Regions from separate parts of the Rattus norvegicus genome. Here region 1 is linked to region 2. The links are chromatin contacts, called in public Hi-C maps. All regions are on one chromosome and are shown on one strand. Each heading gives the region's core, a stretch centred on a gene start, on an enhancer-like site or on the middle of the called end of the contact. The rest is flanking DNA. Distances are from core to core; before and after follow the strand shown. Region 1 overlaps Fam83f (family with sequence similarity 83, member F). Region 2 holds the start of Rps19bp1 (ribosomal protein S19 binding protein 1).

The links. Hi-C and Micro-C count contacts between places; a contact is called where the count stands out from the background.
Region 1: a contact with region 2 is called in a Hi-C map of hepatocytes, with 2.6 times the contacts expected there. The contact joins the enhancer-like site here to the promoter of Rps19bp1 in region 2. A contact is called at or near these places in 1 of 12 Hi-C or Micro-C datasets (hepatocytes) and 1 of 1 datasets of contacts at active chromatin or transcription factors (oligodendrocytes).

The regions. Positions count from the first base shown.
Region 1 is chr7:114,097,365-114,101,496 of GRCr8, forward strand. The region is part of intron 1 of Fam83f (family with sequence similarity 83, member F); the gene reads left to right. Among named protein-coding and RNA genes, the nearest start is that of Fam83f, 8.1 kb to the left of the region's middle. Within about 2 kb of position 1,592, at least 10 of the 93 cell types and tissues checked have an H3K27ac peak or open chromatin away from gene starts, as enhancers often do.
Region 2 is chr7:113,690,220-113,694,609 of GRCr8, forward strand. Rps19bp1 (ribosomal protein S19 binding protein 1) reads right to left here and starts at 2,804. Exons shown (of 4, transcript NM_001420251.1): 1 at 2,743-2,804; 2 at 2,500-2,634; 3 at 129-226. The coding sequence starts at 2,794.

The sequences.
Region 1 (4,132 bases), core at 342-2,841, 410 kb after region 2:
ATACAGTTCTAGCTGAACAGCCCTCTGCTCTGGTTCTTGCCCTGGCTTGTCTGGGCTTCCCCTGACATCTCTAGGCACTTTGTCTATGGAGTTTTAAGTCTGTCTCTGTGCTCAGTCACTGCTTTGGGGAGCTGAGATCTCTGAATAATGGAGCCCAACTCTCAGGACAGTGACCAAAGGCAGGCTTTGGAGTTGAAGGGTCTTATATCTTCTGTCTTGATCCAGTCATCCTCTTAGGAGCTGGTCTTCTTTGGATGAATCTCTTCCCACTTGAGTCTGCTGACCAATAAAATAGATGGGACAGTGTCTAGGTTTTTAGAGACTTTAGGAAAGGAGGGGTCGTCTGTGGAAGCTAAGCTTACCAGCAGCAGACATGTTAATTGTCCTGATAAATGGCTGCTTCTTTGTGTGAGCAAGAAAGGGGAGCTGCACTGGGAGTTGTGAGACTCAGGGCCTGAGGCTCTGGGGAGATCCATTCTCTGTTTCTGTATAGAAACTCAGCACCTGCTAGGCAATCCCCCTCTTAGTGTACTTGTTGGCCATGCTTTGATGAAGGTAGAGGAAGATGGCCCTTAGCCTGTGACACCCAAACCCTTAGGCTGGAATCCCTTTGGACTCTCCTATGAGTAGGGAGTAACACAAAAGCATGGAAACATCCACCCCGCCCCACCCTGCCTCTTACACGGGGGGGGGGGGGGGGGGGCGGGGGGGGGAGTTTACTTGAGGTACACTGGAAAGGCCTGACTACCTTCATGGGCTCAGCCAGAGTCTAGCAACAGTCCCCAGACCTTTGACTATAGGGACCTCCAGCTTCCGGGGAGAGGAGTCACCAGCTGGAAGTGAACTAGGCTGCTAAGCTGACTGTAGCTTGGTCCCTTTCTCTCTTTGGGGAGGGTGGGTTAGCCTCTTAGAAATCTTACACTATGGGTTCCTAAAATTCTGACAAAAGTGTGCCCTTCCACTAGTCCCAGAGTAGAGCATAGGAAGTGGGGCTTTAATACACATTCTTGATCTCTGGGATTCCTGGTTGTAAAGCAGGGTCTGTTGGCCAGAAATCTCAGAGAATCCAAGCCATCACCAGAGAAAGGCATCTGATGCTGGAAGCCAGGAAGGGGAGAACCCTCATTCTTGCTCACTCTAGCTGCCTCTTTTACTTGCTTGACCCAGGGCTAATTATTTAACTTAGCTGGGCCTCTATCTCTGTATCTATAACATGGGGGTAATTTTTGCTGTGATGTTTTCAAGGTTGTACTAAGAATCACCTCAAGGAGTGTGTCTTGAGAAGAGTGAGTGATACAGGCAGACAAAAGGATTTCTGTGAGGCAAGGTTAAAACTGTTGAGAAAGGAGAGAGCCTGTTTCCTTTAACCCTGAGGCTCATGGGACATTTGAGGTTCCAAGACCAAAAGCCCACCCAGATGTGTCTGTCCTTGGGCAAGTGCACGTTATTCTTGGGAACTGTACTTTGTACTTTCTCTTCCCTCTGGAACTTCCAGAAACATTCAAAATGTATTTGTCATCGGTATGCTTTGCCAGTCCGATCCTGGAGGCTTGTAAACTGGCTTTGGAGACAGACAAGTCCGTGACTGTTAGCTGCCCTGATCTGGGCTGAGTCAGGGAGAGAAGGCAGTGTCGGGGCAGGTAACACAGGCATAACATAGGGCGTGTGAGTAGAGTCTCCATATCGTCCTCTTTGGGGATGTAGCCCCTGGTCTTGTGATTTCTCTAAAAGGCAAGGACCCTTTTAGGAATTCCCATACTAACGCCCCTCCCCCTCCACATTCTCAGCCCTCAGGATGCTGCCCCCGTTTGGCTGGCTGCTGGCCAGCCCTTCCTCCTCATGGAGTGTACAAAGCCGAGCCTGTTCTGGGGCTAGCCGCCAATCTGAGCTGGGAGAAAGCAGGGAAAAGAACAGAGGTCTTGCAGGGCTAACTGCCTGCCCTGGCTCCTGGCATTGACTAGCATACCCTAGGTATCCCCTACCCCAACTCCTCAGGTACACTGAGCAGTCAGCCTTACTTGGAGCTCTGGCTTTCTCCAGATTTCCCTTTCCTTCTCTGAACTCCATGGAGTCCTCACTTGCTAATGATCCCAGAATTTTAGCTCTGGAAGAGGGCCGATGGCTTTCTAATGATCAGTGTCTCTGGCCCAGCTTCCTGATGATCTGTACTCTCACCCTGGATACTGTTTGCTGGCTGGCCATCGTTGTGCTGGGCACGTGGGAGGCTCTGGATAAGTCAGTCTCTCTCTCTCTCTTTCTCTCTCTCTCTCTCTCTCTCTCTCTCTCTCTCTCTCTCTCTCTCTCTCTGTTAGTTGTGTGGTGGGTTAGAAGGTGAGACCAGGACTCCTCCTTTCTGTAGCTCCTGGAGGGCAGAGTGGGGAAGACTTTAGCTTCTCCTCCCAAGGGGTTTTCACTGTCCAGAGAATCCCCCATTGGCACTGCCACTCAGTGTGTCTTATTATGTGCCAGTTACCAGAAATTGACAGGTGAATTAATGTGAGCCTTGCCTAGGTCTCTAATGGGTGAGGCCAAAAGAAGATACAGTGAGGAATGGCATGTGGGGATATGGTATTGATAGCTATTATTTATTGGGTACTTAAGCTAGATATTTGGTTTTTGCAATGCTGAAGATCCAGCCCGGGGCTGTGTGTGCTGGGAACAAGCTTCACTCACTAAACTACATCTCCAGCCCAACAGCCCTTTAGACTATGCAATAACAGTCCAGCAATTGACTATTTTATAGCTGAGGGAACGGAGGGTCAGAGAGGATGAGGTCACACTGCTGGTCAGTAGTGGAACCGGATGGTAACTGACATGAGCCTGAGAGTAGGCTTGCCTATGTCTACTGAGTTCCCAGTGAGCCAAGGCTCACTGAAGCCTAAGTCAGCTGTTTGTGCAGGACAGGGCAGGCGGTGAGTGGGCTGTGTGTAAGGCTGAAGGCCTTGAGCACTGTGAGTTGACAGCTCCCCTCCAAGTTTATGGCCTGACTGCCTTCACCTGCCAGCCCCTCCCCGAGTCTACCCCCTTACTCCAGTCAGGCATCTCCCTTTACACACCCCATCTCTCTGGGGAAGCCCTCCCAAGGCCATATCACCTGACAGTGACCTCAGATCACTCCTGCTGCTTCTCAGAACCTTCCAGGCCAACCTTCAACTGTTGGCCCACTCTGGCAGGTCCATCAGGAAGCACCTAATCAGGCATTTCTTGAGATGTGCCTAGCTCTCCCTGCCTAGCTCTCCCTGCCTAGCTCTCCCTGCCTAGCTCCCTGTGCCTAGCTCCCTGTGCCTAGCTCTCCCTGCCTAGCTCCCTGTGCCTAGCTCTCCCTGCCTAGCTCTCCCTGCCTAGCTCTCCCTGCCTAGCTCTCCCTGCCTAGCTCCCTGTGCCTAGCTCTCCGTGCCTTGCACAGGGCCTCCGGTACAAGGACATAACCTAGACTAGTGGATGATCCGAAAACTCGTTTGTGTATCTTCATTGGATTTTTTTTTTTAGTAGCTGATTTATCTTCCTAATTATGTTTGGCTTTAAGCTAATGTTAAAATGAGCTTGCATTAGATCATTTTCACTAATTAACACCAACTTAGTGCAGGGGAAGTCATCCCAGAAGCATGCCTTGGGGCAGAGGAAAGCTGGCCTAAGATCCTAGGCAGAATTGCTGCACTCAACGTCCTAGCAGGTCAGGTGTGCTCCATGGTGGGTGAATGAGTTGGTCTCGCTCATGTGGGTATATACGTTCCCTAGAGAGCCAGCTTGCGTGTCCCCTTGTGTCAGTACAGATGCCATAGTAGATGAGTAGGAAGTGAGTTCCAGCAGTGAGCTCCACCCTGCAGGAGCACAGACAGGGCTCTGCACTTGAGGCTGAAGAGTCTGGAGAGGAAGTGGCCTGCCTGGGCACTGTTGGCTTCCTGTGTCTGCCAGTGCAACCAGGGGGCCTCCTGTTTAATGATGCCTAATTAGTGAGCCCAAAACATTGTAACAGGGCTCCAGACAGCTGGAAGCTGAGGCTGACAAAGCTCAGGAGTCCCACTGGTGGGGTGGCGGCAGCCTGGCAGCCACACAGGGAACAGGGCCTTGTTGAAAGCCTGGCTTTGGTTCTGCCTTCTTGGTGGGTAGAATTTGGCCCAAACCACATCCT
Region 2 (4,390 bases), core at 1,554-4,053:
CACAGGGATTTAAGGCAGGGCAGGGCTGGGATAACTCCACACTATATTCAGGGCTGAGAATCACAAGGACTCTGAAGAACAGCCTCAGCTGTCACCCCAGGACCCTATAGCTTGTACCCTAGACAAACCTGCTGGGTCACAGACTCGGGCACGGTGCTTCTCATGCTGGTCATAAACTTCAGGTTTGCTCTGAGGTGGTCTTGACACTGCCGTTTCTGGTACTCAGCTGTGGGTAGCAGGCAGGGCATGTCATTTCAGACTCACTGTACTGTAGAAGCCTCTGGATCCCTTACCCTGCTGAAAACCTCACTGTCCTTTCCAAGGAAGAGAATATTTCAACAGCCTGGCCTCTTTTTAACCAAATCTACATTTCCCATAGGTCCTGTCTGCTGCAAATCCACAGACCCTATTGGATAGCTTCAGTTGGTCATGGGACTGTGTCTTAAGCCAGCCATGCTGGTATGTACCTGTGATGCCAGTACTGGAGAGGCTGAGACAGGAAAACTGCTCCTAGATGTGTAGCCAGATCAGAAAGGGTTATGTTTAAAAACAGCATGATAAAAATCTATCACCACCAACAAATAACACAAGGTCTACCCTGAGCATTGCCGTGCATCTGGCACACAGGACGCATAGGCTTCCAGTTTTCATTTCTACAGGAAAAGAACTGAGAAGCACGGTAGCAAGCATTTTAGAGAGTATCCTTTTTTTTCTTAGGGTCTGGGGGCAGACTCACTCTGTAGATCAGGCAGGCCTCTGCCACCTGAGTGCTGGGATTAAAGGATTGCACCACCATCACTGTGCCTGGTTACTGTTCTGCCATTCCTACCTACCCACTATATACTAGGCTGTGCACTGGTCACCCACTGGGACCACAGAAAATCCAGGGTCGGGGGTGGGAGGTTAGTCCTGTGTCTTGAGGAGCTCCTGCCTCAGGACAGAAGTAAAGGGAACCCCAATAACCAGGCAGGAAGGCACTTTGACATGGGAACTGGCGCAAACCACTAGTGTCACACATGCCTCCTCGCTCCACCTCTGCTCACCATGTTTCCTCTTGAACTTCAAACCTTTTAAGAAGGGCTCACATGGGTGTGGTGGTGCATGCCTATCATCCTAGCGCTTAGGAAGCTGAAACAGGAAGACATTTAAGTTCATGGTTAGCCTGTGCTGCACAGTGAGGTCCAGGCCAGCCTGAGGCACAGGGCGAGATCTTGTCAAAACAAACTAAGTCAAAACAACACCACCATCGCCCAAGCTGGGAGAAACAAACAATGAAACCCAAACACCTCAGCTCCCTTTATAGAGCCCATGGAGTCAAAGAAGAAAGCAGTATAACCATCCTGTGTCCCTTCTCAAGTCTTACTGAGCCACATCCCCTAAGATGCTCTATTTGAAACAAGCCTTCTGCTTTGCAGACAGTTCACCGGTAAAGCACATCAACTCACTTCTCTGCTATCCCTACTGTGATGGAAGGCACTGTCACCTGAGCAGAGCACATTAAGAACGACAGCACAGGGACACACTGCCTCACTTCCACTTGCACCACCTGGGCAGGCGCCTGTTTCTATAATTGCTCACCTCACAGGGCTGCTGTGAGGGTCAAATGAGTCAACACTTTGACGGTGCTCAGGCTAACTGTTGGCTGAATGCTTCATTTATATACCCACTCATTCGTGCTTAAGTATATGTATGTGCACCCCAAGTGAGGGTCTGTGGAGTCAGAAAAGGGTATCTAATTCCCGGACCTGAAGTTACAGGGAACTGTGTGCAGCCAGCCATGTGGGTTTCGGGAGCTCCAGATCCTCTGCAAGAGCATCAAGTGCTCTTAACCATTGAGCCAGCCCTCTATCCCTGACTGATATACTCCGTCTTGACTCTTGCTCATGACTTATTACCCATTAGCCTTCTTTCTTCCAAATTCTCATGCCTTTCTGGGTAAAGCAACCCTCCTTTTTACCTGGCAGCTCTTACACTCTCTCAGGTGCTCAGCCTTAACATTTCTTCCAATTTGGCTTGTTAGTTTGATTCTCCCTCGGTGCACTCTAGAGTCTTTTATCTCACAAGCCTCACGCACTTGGCAAAAACCTGCTGATGCTTCTCTCCCCGCTAAGGTTAGAGCTCACTAGGGCTGGATCTTGCGTTTCATTTGCTCCCACGATCAGGTCTTGCCCTGAACTCATCAGGTAGTCAGGAAAGTAACAGCACTTCTGATTCTCCTGCCTCCACCTCCCAAGGGCAGGGATTACAGGGAATGCCACCACTACCAGGTTTTCCCCTCTTTCCCTCAATCTGTTGACGGCTACATAGCAGATAGCAGCAAAGAAACACAGCTAAGAGCCCAGACATGGAAATTAGATTCCCTGGGCTCGAAACCTGTCCCCCACCATTTTAACACTTTTTATCTTTTCCTTGTTGAATCTCGGGTAACTTCTGGAACACCAACTCGAAGGCGCTGCCCCAAATCCTGCGAAGCACTCGGAGTCTTCTTTCCCAGCTCACCTAATGCGGACTTAGGTACTTTTCCCTTCGCTGAGTTCCGTAGTTTCACGGCCTGTTTGGCCTTGGCTCTCGCCCTCCGGGTCTGCTTCACCGGAGTCCCGCTCGCCTTGGCCTGGCCGGGTACGGCACGAGGAGCTGTAGGGAAAGGCAACGAAGGACCGAGTTGGAGGACGCGCTTTCCCTTTCCACCCGCCCAGTCGGCCCTCCTTCACAGCGCGACCACGCAGGATAAGCCCTCCTTACCCTCGGACGCCTCTAAAAGCTCCAAGCCGCGCCGTAACAACGCCGCCGACATGCTGCCAAGCCCCGCCCACACGCTGCGAGTTACTTCCGCCCTGGCGGTGTTCGCTCCTCGGCAGAAACTGGAGCCGGAACCCAGGGTTCCGCAGCGAGCGGAAGTACCACGTTAGAACGCAGGCTCAATGGCTTTCCTCTAGTCCTAGAGGAGCCGGGAACTAGGAGCGTGTCCGAGGCGCAGAAGCCACAGTTGTTCAATTTCTCAGTAACAGGTCTCTTGTGACCCAGGCTGTGTGGACAGACTCGACTTCTAGCCTCATTGGTCAATTCTGTCCAGGGGCTAAGTGTTGAATAGTCTGAGTTCCTGCAAAAGAAATGGTTCTTTTTATTTTCTTTTAAGACAAGGACACATATAGTCCAGACTGTCTTTGAACTCGATTGTAGCTGAGAATGACTTTGAATTCCTGATCCTTTTCTCTGGGCCTCCCAAGGGCCGGAATTATAGACCCAAATCACTCTGCTAGGCTTAGACAGTTTTTCATGAACTTCAAAGCAATACACCGGTCCTGCGCACTGTAAGAATCTGTATGAGAATCATTAAAGACATTTGCCAAGGAGGTTAGGTGTCGAACTTTGTAATCTTACTACTTGGGAGACTGAACAGAGAGTATTTGCTGTGAGTTTCAGGCCAACTTGGGCTACATAGCAAGACGCTGTTTCAAACAAACAAACAAACAAACAAACAAACAAACAAATTCAAGCCAAACCAAAAATCAAACCAAAAGAAAAACCTAAACAAACAAACAAAAAATCCCAGAAAAACAAAAATCCCCCAAAACAAAACAGAGAAATAAAGACATTTGCAAACACGTGATTTTGTTTCGAAAAATACAGTTATTTGCTGCAAAATGCTGTTTATGTTGTTAAGCAATGAGTTGGTTGTTAAGTAAATCAGTGAATACTGCTGGGCACAGTAATATGACACGTAGAATACCAGCACTTGGGAAGCTGAGGCAGGAGAATGGCAAGTTTCAGGTCAGCTTAGATCATATAGCTACATTCCAAATTCTAGACCATAATTCTGGGTTACATATAATAAGGAGAGCTAGGATGTATTAATAGCTTGGTGGTAGAATGCTTAGATTTAATCCCTAATATTGAAAAAAGTTCAGTGTTTAGTCTGATAAATCAATAAATATTACAATCAATATTACACATAGATGTAAATATTCTCTTGATAAATACTACACATAAATGTTCTCTGGTTACCTGAGCTTTTGTTTTTGTTTTTAATTTTTAAAAAAATACATGGATTTTTGCCTGCATATATGTCTGTCTGTGCACCACAGGCGTACCTTGTCCCTTTGGAGGTCAGAAGTGAGCAGATTCCCTGGAAAGGAGTTACAGACTGCGAGCTGGAGGGATGGCTCAGTGGTTAAGAGCACTGACTGCTCCTCCAGTGGTCCTGAGTTCAATTCTCAGCACCCACGTGGTGGCTCACAACCATCTGTAATGGGATCTGACGCCCTCTTCTGGTGTGTCTGAAGACAGTGACAGCGTATTATATGTACAAATAAATAAATCTTTTTAAAAAAGGAGTTACAGACTGATGTGAGCCATAGTGGAGGTGTTGGGAACAGAACCCAGGTCTGTT